2 separate regions of the Mus musculus genome follow, and region 2 is linked to region 1. A link is a contact called in public Hi-C data. All regions are on one chromosome and are shown on one strand. Each heading gives the region's core, a stretch centred on a gene start, on an enhancer-like site or on the middle of the called end of the contact. The rest is flanking DNA. Distances are from core to core; before and after follow the strand shown. Region 1 holds the start of Ackr3 (atypical chemokine receptor 3). Region 2 has its middle 20 kb from the start of Gm34992.

Region 1 (5,365 bases), core at 1,731-4,230:
ACAAGGCAGCCAGCACTCACACCTAGCTATGTCTAAGGGTCATTTCTAAATATCACCCAGATGTTGATAAGCATCATTAGCATTAGATGACTCCTATATTTCTTAAAGAACTCCATGTCATGAGAGTTTGGACTCCTACGGAGGTGGGAGAAGAAGAGTCAGCCTGTCTGCATCTCTCTTAGTTACCCCTGACACGCACCTGTTCCTCAGATCCTGACTGGCACCCAGCAAGAATAGAAGGTCCCTTTAGTATAGATAGATGCCTGGCACTCAGAGACATCCAAGTGGGGAGGGTTGACTCAAGAATCAGTTCCGAGATGGAGCTGTCTGGACCATCCAGCTGGGATATCCTCTGTGGGTCAGGCACTGACCAAGTTTACCTCTAAGGAAGGGATCTGGTATTGCAGTAATTGGGGGCTGGGGGAGGGGGAGCACGTCCTGTCCAGCAGGAAGCAGTCCATTCCTGTTCTGCCTGGCCACTGGAAGATGACGCGTCTTCCTGGGTTGCAGCACAAGGACATTATAATGCTTTGTCCCCAGGCCAGCTGCTTGAAGATCTCCCGACATATTCATAGTAACTCAACATTTTCAACTATTCCACTTTTCTCTGCAGGCTGGGAGCAGGACCCAGCTTGCTACAGCCCTGTCCCTTCAAGGGTCAAAGTGTGTTGAGTGGGTGGGATTCAGGCAGGAGGTAATGGCATGCTAACACAAGAACGGATTCCAGAGGGAACTGTTGCTGAATGGGCTTCAGACCCTAGGTGTATATGGAAGGGGGTGGAGCTGACTGGGAGATACCCAGAGGCCTGTAGCACCCGAAGAGCTGAGCTCCAGGCAGCTGGGTCAGTGTACTGAATCTGTCATCTGTGTGGGTCACCAGGTGGGCTCTTGGCCAAAGGATGGAGGCATTAAATAGGACCTCATGCTGTGTCTCAGCCCAATAGGCTTAACCTTACCAAGTCAATCTTTTCTGGAGCTGGGGAACATCAATGCCTTCTTAGAAAACACTACATGCTCACCCTTGATTCATTCTCTCTCTCTCTCTCTCTCTCTCTCTCTCTCAGGGTGGGTGTGTACTTTTTTACTTTTTAAAAAATTACTTTGCATCTTCTTTCTTAGCAAGTAAGTGCATGGTCTCATCAATATGGCTCTGCTGTAGCAAGCGCATTTCCCCCTGGGAAGTCCAGTTCTCTGAGGTCCGCCTTGGTCCATGTGTCGCGGTGAGAAGCAGAGCCGGCCCCTGTTGTGGACATCCTGGGATGGCCGCACGAGGGCAGGTCTCTGCTTTGCTCCCAGGCAGTGCTGGGCTCTGGACAAAGGCAGTCAAGAACCTTCCCTGCAGAGGATTTGGCCCCGGGCCTGGGCGTGCTGCGATGCGCAGGCGCTTTGGCATCCCAAACTGGGGCGGATTGCTAATAGTGCCTCGTCTTCAGTGAATGAAAGCTAGAAGGCCTGGGGTAGTACGGCCCAGCTGGGTCCGGAGGCCCCAGACCCTTTTCTGACCCTGAGGCCTCAGAGGTCCCTGCCTGATGCTATAGGACACTCCCTGTTCTTACAGACCCTCCCTGTTGACTCAGACCTCCCTCCCCTTGGGGCCACAGACCAGTCTTTGTGGCTGTAGGACCGCCCACCTCTAGCTAGACCCAGATCCACCCTTGAGACCACAGACCACATCTCCGGGCCACAGACTCCGCCCACAGGCCTCAGGGCCTCTCCCTTGCATTGAGGTCACAGACTCCCCAGGAGGCCGTATGACCCCCCACCAGATCTCACACTACTCCTTGCAGACACACACCCCTCCCACAGCCCGGAAAGCAGGTGTGCTCCTCAGGAGCTCACTGAGCAGGATCTGCCCCGCCAGGAGTAAAGTGCAAGGCTGTTTAAACAAACCACTTCTTTTGTTAAGGTTTTTCCCTAGACCGAAGCTCTCTAGCCTACGTGAGACTCTGATCCCCAAGTTCTCGGGTTCCTGTGTTCAGCAGTCACTCTCCGGAGACTTAGAAAATAGACTCGGCAAGTGTTGGTGAAGGCAGATTTTGCGTACAGCCCGCGCCTCAACTGTGGGTGCTGTAACTGCCTTTCAGAGGCCCAGGGGGGCATGAGAGCAGAGTGACCACCAGCCCTTTGGAGGGTGGGGGGCACTTGGGGAGGCGTTACAGTGGCGCGGCTTTAAAAGTAAAGATTGGGTCATTTTGTGCTTGAGTTTTACTAAATGGGGAATTGCAAGAGACACATTTAAAAAACAAAACAGGGAATCTTAGCAATGTGCATCGCGATTAGAATGTAGATTTTGATAAAGATGAGGACTGCGATAAAAGTTGGCTAAGCTCACAATGACGACTCTACCTCACCTGCGACAAGGCCTTTTCAGTGACTGGCACTGCTCGACTCCGTGGAACACGGTCTTAATAGGGCCTTAAGGACTTTGTGTAAGAGTTCCAGCAGAATCTGGATCCAACCTAAAGGCACTTTCCCTCACTTCTGGGTGATGGCGGTACAGGGTCGATTAATCGTCCCCTTTCCAAAATGTGACTTCTGTCCAGGAGGCATCGACAAAGAAAGAGCAAGCTTGACAAACCAACATCGAAGTTCAGAAGTTCAGAGTAATTTGTCTTGGGAACAAAGTCTTCCCTGAAGCTACAGGCATTCAAAGGAACTCCCGGTGCTCATGGGATTATTAAAAGCTATACCTGAGACTGGATCAATATTCTATCATTTTGGAACGTCCTAGGACTTCTTTTGGTTTTTCTTCTGCTGACATTTCCCCCAATAGGATCTAGCCTTTGCAAAGGGAGGGATCTGAGGGCTCCCAAGAATGTGTTTGTGCAGGAAACAACAACCTAGAGAGGGTTACAGGAGGGCGTGTGCGCCTGTACAAGCCTGCATGCCTGCGCGCTGTGGTGGGAGAGGAGGGGCGGGAGGAGAGCCGAGGGTTGCAAAACTGCCACCTAGAGGCACTTTCCCGCAGTGTATATAAAAGGCAAGTCCGGAGCCCTGAGAGATCTCAGTTGCTACAAACTGCTCAGCACTGAAGGAGCCTGCAGCGCTCACCGTCAGGAAGGCAAACCACAGCCCAGGAAGCCCTGAGGTAAGTAAGAAAGCCTTGCTTCTGCGACAGCTTTGCCGAGCAACTACGGCAAGGGGCAGGACTCCTGTTCTTACGAGAACTGGGCTTTTTCTGAGAACTCTTGGATCCCTGAGCTGGGGGCTTTAGAGCCTGCAGGTCCGGATTGGAAAGCTCAAAGCACGCTGCATGCCTGCATTGCAAGCTACTGCTCCTGATTTGGGGGATCTGAGTTCAGTCATTTGTGGAGGGAAACCTCTGTGTATGTTTGTTTGCTACTGGACTCTGATTTGTTTCTGTGAGTACTTAAGTTCCAGGAAGCAGGGAAACTTTGCAGAGAATGTGGGATGCCCCATTGAGGTTGCCCAAAGCCAGCTTAGGGGTGAGCTTGGCATCACTGTTTGCCCACTCCTACTTCTGGTTATCAGATTGGCTGTAAAAACCACAAGCGCACTTCCAGAAAGGCATGTGATATGCCCAGAGGCATCCTTCAGCGGACCAGACAACTGGGCTGAGCATTCTGAGTCTAGGATGAGTTTAAACTCCGTGCTCTGGGGGGTGGGGATGGATTAATTCACAGCTCCTGAATTCTGGAAGTTGTAAATTGAATGTTAGCTCCTCTTCATCTTATCTCTTCATGGCACCCCTGCTAATCTAATTTTGAGTATTTATTGTTCTCCTAGAAAGTGTTGTCCAACTTCAATTGGGACAAAAAAAAAAAAAAGCAGACACTAAGAAATCTAGTATTTGAATTTAAATCTACTCTCCAAGTGAACTGTGAGTGTTGCTGACTTTTGTTAGGGTGCATAAAGGTTCACTGGGTGGCTGGGAGTGAGGGAGACTCTGAGGTCAGGGGATCCTGGTCAGCCAAGACTCCTGGCTGCTAGCTACTAGGAAAATGAGGCACTGTGAAAGGCAGACTGGCTGTCTCTTCCCCTTTCTCTCTCTGTCTCTCCATTCATTTGCTCACAAACAGATTAATTAATTGTTTCGATGTGAGGTAGGATCAAGCATCTTTTTAAAGGTGTCTTGGGTTAGTGGCATCCCTGAGACCCCAGTCTGTGCTGTGGCCAGTATGGAAACTTTGTTTTTCTTTGAAGGAGCAGATGCTGGCTTTGTGGTCTTTATTTAGTTCAGGAGAATGTGGAGCTCAATGGATAGGACCAGAAAGGAGGGATGGGGGTGGTTCTGTTTTTTTGTGCCTGGCTCGTTGCAGATTGTAAATGGATAAAGCCCCCAAGTCCCCGTCTTTCTCCCATCTGAATAGAAGCCTGCCCCAAATGAAATGAAAACCCTGTTTCGATCGGGAGCTGTGCACAGGCTCCAGCTTGGAAACATTTTGCTCTAATTTCCCCCAGTCTGAGCGGTGAACACTTTGTGCTGCTCTCTGCTGAGCTCAGCTGCTGCCTCCAGGAGGCAGCAGGGGCTGGAAGGATCTGTCTGGGAGCAGAGGTGTAAAAGCTGGGGAAGTCCGACTGCTTGCTAGCTGCCTGTTGGGTTCCTCCAGTTTGTTTTTAAAGGGGCATGCACAGTGCAATCACACACATATATTTTAAAGTTCCAGAAAGCTACACGGCTGCATGCTTGTGCTTAACTGAGTCAGGGCTTTGGAGGGGAGTTTATCCAGTATTATTAGCAAACCCTTAGGGAGCTAAGAAAGTATTATGATTTCTAATCAGACCCAGAGCTGGCCAAGGGTAGGCTTTCTAAATGGGATAAAAAAAATGGAAGAAGAAGAAGAAAGAAAGACCATGAAACACCCTGGTTAGTCAGAACAGTGGCTTTTTGTGTGAGGATTTGAGGCAGAGTGCTCTAATTTTCAAATCTACACAGGGAAGTTGGTTGCAGTTACTCAGAGCTGAGTCTGAAGGGCCACTCCTTTATAAACTTTTAGAGTCACGGAGGAGGGGGAAAGGGCCCCAACAACTTTAGAACTTTTACTTTTCTGAGATCTTGTAGCAAACAGAATGGAATTTGGGCCCCCAAAGGCATTTGTACTTTTCAGCTAAGCAACCAGGGATTCTTAAGGACAATCAGGTATTAAAATGTTTCTTGTCGCCTGTTAGGCTGGGTGCATGCCTGTGATTCCAGAACTCCAGAGGCTGAGGCAGGAAGATTGCTATGAGTTTGAGACCAGCTTGGGTTATGTTGCCTACACATTATGTCTCAGAATAAAATAAACAATAAACAAACATAAAGTCTGGTAATTGAAATCTATGTGCTTAGATAAAATTGATAGACAAGTAGTAATGACTGTTTTCAAACTCCCCAGGCACTGGGGCACCTCTCTGCTGTTACAAT
Region 2 (5,365 bases), core at 2,105-4,604, 110 kb after region 1:
GTGTGTGTGATGTTTCTAAGTAGATGCTTCATCTGACTTTCCTTTTTCCTGAATCCCCAGCAATCCTTGAAGTTAAAGCTCAATGAACAATGCAGAGGTATATTTGACCAAAAAGAGCTCTGGCCTCTAGTGTTTTCATGCAAGAAAAACACGTGCTTTCAGAGATGTGACTGACAGCTATAGGACCACAAGGAAGAGGCCTGGCCTACCCCAGTCTGGAACAGAGGTCGAGGGAGATGTGAAAACTGGGTAGAGGCATAGGTAGACAGACACCCTGGGTGAAGGCATGGGTAGATGGACCACCTCAGTAGCACTGAATCTGAGGTTCAAGGAGAAGAGCCCAGAAGAGCCTGAGAGTCAGGTCTTCTTCTGGACAGATTCCAGGACAAAAGAGAAAAACGTCTTGAGGTGTCTAAACAAAGAAGATATATTTGTGATGAGGTTCCAGGTCTGTCTCCAGGACCCCAGGGCAGGATACAGCCTAATGCTGTAGAAGAGGGAGTCAGGAGTAGGAAGCCTCTCCAAGATGACTGTCTCTCTGTCTCTCCATGCCTTTCCTCCTTCCCTTCATCTATAGGATTCTAGAAGTCTCTCAGTTTGTATAATCTGTTCTGAGCCTCCTTAGCACCAGCCCAAGGTATCAGTCCAGCATAGGCTAGAGAGCTGCTGTGCAGACTAAGAAGAGCTCCTTGCCTCTGTATCCAGGAGGAAAGCTTTCAGCCATCAATATTAAATAGAAGATGGGGTGATTTTTTTTCTCAGATTCCAAACAAGATTCCAAAAAAGCTCTTCAATGGAGATCTTTTGTGTTGGCTGGTTGGAGCTGACCAGAACTCGATCATCTCCACTGTAGAAACAGGACAGAGTCACCGCTGAGTTCTTTTAGGGACATGGAGAGGCCCCAGCAATAGATGGAGGGTACAGAGGAGGGGTAATCTTCCTCTCAGCAAGTGTTGAAGCTGGGATTGTGGGAGTAGGCACTGGAGCACAGTCCTATTACACTTGTGACCATAGTCCCAAGTGGAGGGTGGGGCGGTGGCACCCAGAGCTGCTGACCAAGGTCATCATCAGTACAGCTCTGGTGAGGTCCCCATGGGTGCATCTTAACATGATGGACAACATCATTGTGGGGAGTTAGCATATGGGGAGACAAAAAATTAGAGAGAATCCGCTTTCAGGCTCACTTTTAAAGACAGCTACTTTCCTTGGGAATTCACATACTTCGAAAGACCCACATCCATCCCTTCTAAGGCTGAGTGATTCTCTTATGACCCAGTCTCCTTCCACTACGCCCAAGTAGCCCAGTGCCTGGCTGAGACCTCTGCTTTGCAGTGGTATCTGCTGCTGTTTCTGGAAGCTGATGATGTGCGGTATTATCTATCTCAAAGCTCTAAGGTCTGGGGAAGGTTCTAGGTTTTATTCACGGTCTTAGTTAGGGTTTCTATTGCTGTGAAGAGACAACATGATCATAGCAACTCTTATAAAGGAAACCATTTAATTGGGGCTGGCTTACAGGTTTATTCTATTATTGTCATGTTGGGAAGCATGGTGCCATGCAGGTAGACATGGTGCTGGAGAGGTAGCTGAGAGTTCTTTATCTGGCTAACTAGTCATCGGACAGGGAGGATAAAGCACTGGGCCTGGCTTGAGCATCTGAGACCTCAAAGCCATCCCCACCCCCAGTGATACACTTCCTTCAGCAAGGCCACACTTCTAATAGAACCACTCCCTATGGTCCTGTGGGGGCCATATCATTCAAACCACCACGCCCTCTTAGTAAAGGCATCCCCTAAATGAAATATCATGTGCCCTATGAATCTGTCAGAAGGATGAATGGATGGCAGGCTGGTGAAGAGGAGGAAAGAAAGGAAGGAAGAAGAAAAAGTGAAGAGACATAGACACGTGATTGAGGAACTTACGACCTGAGTGCTGGGTTGGATTGGAGGCTTTCTGCTTTAATCTGGTTGTCTTTATGTTTACTCCAAATGCAGAGCTTTCTATGACTTTTCTCAGCCCAATCTTTTATTTGTTGAGTAAATACTAGCTGAGCTGCAGATTCACTGCTCTCATGAGCTACGGGAATAACCGTGGAGACAGCCAGGCTCAGGCCTCGTGTTGCTCCAGCTTTCTGCATATGGTCAACTCAGGATGGACGTGGTCCTCGGGGCCCCTGAGGTCACCAGCAAAGACTCACTTTGGAAGACTGACCCAAGGTAACATAGGATAACAAGCTTCAGTATTGTTTTGTCATTGTGCTAGTTTTTAAGAAAGTTTAAGATATCATTGATCTCTGTAGCTTAATGTTAAATATATTCTTCCTGTGCGTTTGTGTGTTTCATCTATCAACTATCATCTATCTATCTATCTATCTATCTATCTATCTATCTATCTATCTATCTATCTATCCATCCATCTATCCAACTATCTATTTATCTATCATCCATCTATCCATCTAATCTGTATCTGACTACATTGCTAATTCACACACTATGTGTGTACATGTGTGTATAGGTCTAGATCTAGATATCAGAATCAATATACATACATATTGATAAGTCTATATATGTAAGTCTGGTTCCTTTATACTATTCATAAAAGACCCATGCCTTTGTAACCATTCTATAGATGTGGAATGCTGTATTTAAATGTATAAAGTGCAATTAAAATGTGATAGACATACACATACACACACAGGCAGAGCTGGCACGTCTCCAAGTGTGCATAAAGGGACTTATTAATTAATCAGTGTTGATGGTTTGAGATCTCTCCACTTGGGTGTCACTAGCTCACGTTCAAGTTTCTGAGCACAGGGGCTGTGGTCTGGGCATGTGTGCAGTTGGCATCTGCCCTGTCAAGTTGGGTCTTATCCTGAGCTGTAGAAAGGCCCCCACAGCCTGGCAGTGTTCTGCCGTGACTCCCTGTGATGTATGGATGTGCCATGGCTCGTCACATTGATAACTCTGTATAATTAATTTGATGCCATCTGATGTGGCAGCAGGTTCGATATTTAAGACATAAAAGTTGTCCATGCCCCACGGAGCACATCTGTTCAATGGCATAATTCAAATTAATTTCCACCAATTTCGGGCTGAGCTCTTGGAGCCGATCTCTGATCTGCCTGGTGTCCTCAGGACACACTCCGTAAAATGGTTCAAGACATTGTTCTTAGATTCCTATTTTTAAATTGCTTTTATAAGTACAGAAATAATGCAAAGGTCTTACTGGGACTTTCTAGATCCCCCAAGCCTGCAAAATGCAAGGCCAATCCCAGCTGCCCTTGCTGATTAGACCCCACTGAGCACACGCAGAGACCAGCCTGCAGCTTCAGTATTTGTCCCAGGGGCACTCCCTGCCCTCTCAGCCATCAGCCTCCCTGTGAGGTTTAGTCACCGTGTTCCTTTTTCATCTCCAGTTAGGGTCGGTTACTCATTGCTTTTTCGGAACTCAGTGTTATTTTCCGGAGTACCGGCTGTTTTTGTTTGGGGGACAGAATGAAGCTCCTTTTGGCTGCACTGGGTTTCTTCTTACTTAATGTTGGCCAGAACACCACGGAAGTGCTTTCTGTGTCCTTGGCGTGGCCTGTCAGCAGGTTCACGGGCCTCAGAGGTTTCATTGCCACTGAGCTTAGTTTTGGATAAGACTGTGTCTGGAAGGGTTCTCCACATTTGGAGACCTCTATGGGTAGCCCAGGTTGGACCTGAGCCTTGTGATGCTTGCCTGCCTCAGACTCCTGAGTACTGGGATTGAGTACTGGTTTCTACTGAGTACTTTGTACTGAGTACTGGTTTGTTGCCACACCTAGCTCCCTTTCAATTGGCTAATCATCCTTGGGGAGATGGTTTGAGACTGTTCCACTGTCAATTTCTCCTTATCCTTTGGCCCACTAAGGCCAGTATCTGTCAGCTCTGCTGACCTGCCACAGGGATCATCACTGTATTGAAACAGGCAGCTCTTCCATTTCTAACTGCTGCTCCTATGTCTGTCAACTGAGACCAGATGGAAAGGAAGATTCCAAGGATTTATCCAAGGATTTCTTTGTGTAACTGTGAACCAGTGGATGTTGTTGGTTAAAAGTGATACCACCTTACTGGTCTCACCTTTGCTCCTAGGGGCAAGATAAGTTCCGGTGGGTGTTTCCTGGACACAAGCCTGTGGCTAGTGCCAATGGAACTCATTAGTTCTTGGCCCAAGCATGTGATTGCAATTCCAGGACTTATAAAGGGAAGTTATGGTTCTGAGATGGTGGGGAGTGTATCTGGAGGCACCTGCTGTCACCATCTGAGCGACAGAGCCAAGAAAAACTGATTCCATCAGATACCCAGTGCCTGTTCATCTCACCATACCTACTGGCTCAAGAGTCAGTTTGTCAGTTATGCATGTCTAGGAGGGAGACATGAAAGACACAAAGCAGACCCATCCCAGCCAGTGCAGGACAAAGACGGAGATGCTGTGTCAGTATCACCAGGAAACTGGAAGTAGAGATACAGAACTGATATCACCACGACACCTGTCCTCACAGTGCCATGAACAGTCACATAAGCACTGGGACTTTGGAGAGTGTGTCCTGCTTCCCTCAGGCTGCCTGGCTCATGGCTGTGCATATGTGCGTTAAGGCTTCAGACATTGCCCTCACCAAGGAGGGAACGTGAGCCTGCTTGTCAGTGGTTTAGTCTGATTGCTCTGATCTGGGATTTGCTTCAAATCGTGGGGCAAGTTTTTGGTGGCCACAAGTCAGGCCATCTACCTATAGATGCTTGGGGAAAATTATGGCATCTGAGTGTAAAGTCAGGACCTCACAGAAGGGCAGGATATGAGCCAGATGCGTGCTGCATCCATGAGAGGGCCCAAGGACCATAGGTATAGGATGGGAGTCTGAAGTTGTACCCTGAGATATATATATAGTGGGCAGCAGGAGAGAGACAAACATTCCCCCACTTGTTTACTGAAAGAATAGTGTGAGTCCTGGTTCTGAGTCTTGGTAAGGAAGATAGGTCAGCTCCCTCTGACCCCTGGGAGCTCATGTGTTAGGGTGGGCCAGCAACTATTAAACAGAGACGGGGTTTCAGTGAATAAGTCATGTTAAAAAGACATAGGAGGGGCTCAGTGAGGACTGAGGAAAGCCATCCCTTAGGAGGTGCCATTTAAACCTGACCAGTGTAACCACAGCATGGGAGGCAAGGGAGCTGGTGCTCACAGACCAACGCTGCCCTGGACTTTCATAGTCTGCATTCATCCAGTCTTTGTTGTCAGCCGGTGTTCCAAGTCATTTGTCTTCATCCCTCTACAGAGGCGATGTGGTGCAGCCTCAGTGGGGGACACCAAGAGATTAGATCATTTATTGCTTTTGTCTCTGACTTTAGACAAA

The links. A called contact is a pair of places that touch in the nucleus more often than the background predicts.
Region 2: a Hi-C map of muscle stem cells shows a contact between it and region 1, with 4 times the contacts expected there. The contact joins the enhancer-like site here to the promoter of Ackr3 in region 1. A contact is called at or near these places in 7 of 39 promoter capture datasets (the 3T3-L1 cell line, cranial neural crest, fetal liver and 3 more), 1 of 15 datasets of contacts at CTCF or cohesin (the NIH/3T3 cell line), 2 of 484 Hi-C or Micro-C datasets (embryonic fibroblasts and muscle stem cells), 11 of 115 datasets of contacts at active chromatin or transcription factors (craniofacial prominence, differentiating embryonic stem cells, embryonic forebrain and 8 more) and 1 of 9 other capture datasets (adipose tissue).

Annotation. Positions count from the first base shown.
Region 1 is chr1:90,201,000-90,206,364 of GRCm38.p6, forward strand. Ackr3 (atypical chemokine receptor 3) reads left to right here and starts at 2,981. Exons shown (of 2, transcript NM_007722.4): 1 at 2,981-3,088.
Region 2 is chr1:90,315,222-90,320,586 of GRCm38.p6, forward strand. No RefSeq gene overlaps it. Among named protein-coding and RNA genes, the nearest start is that of Gm34992, 20 kb to the right of the region's middle. Within about 2 kb of position 3,355, at least 7 of the 459 cell types and tissues checked have an H3K27ac peak or open chromatin away from gene starts, as enhancers often do. A contact at or near this core is called in adipose tissue, fibro-adipogenic progenitors and muscle stem cells, where this site is marked.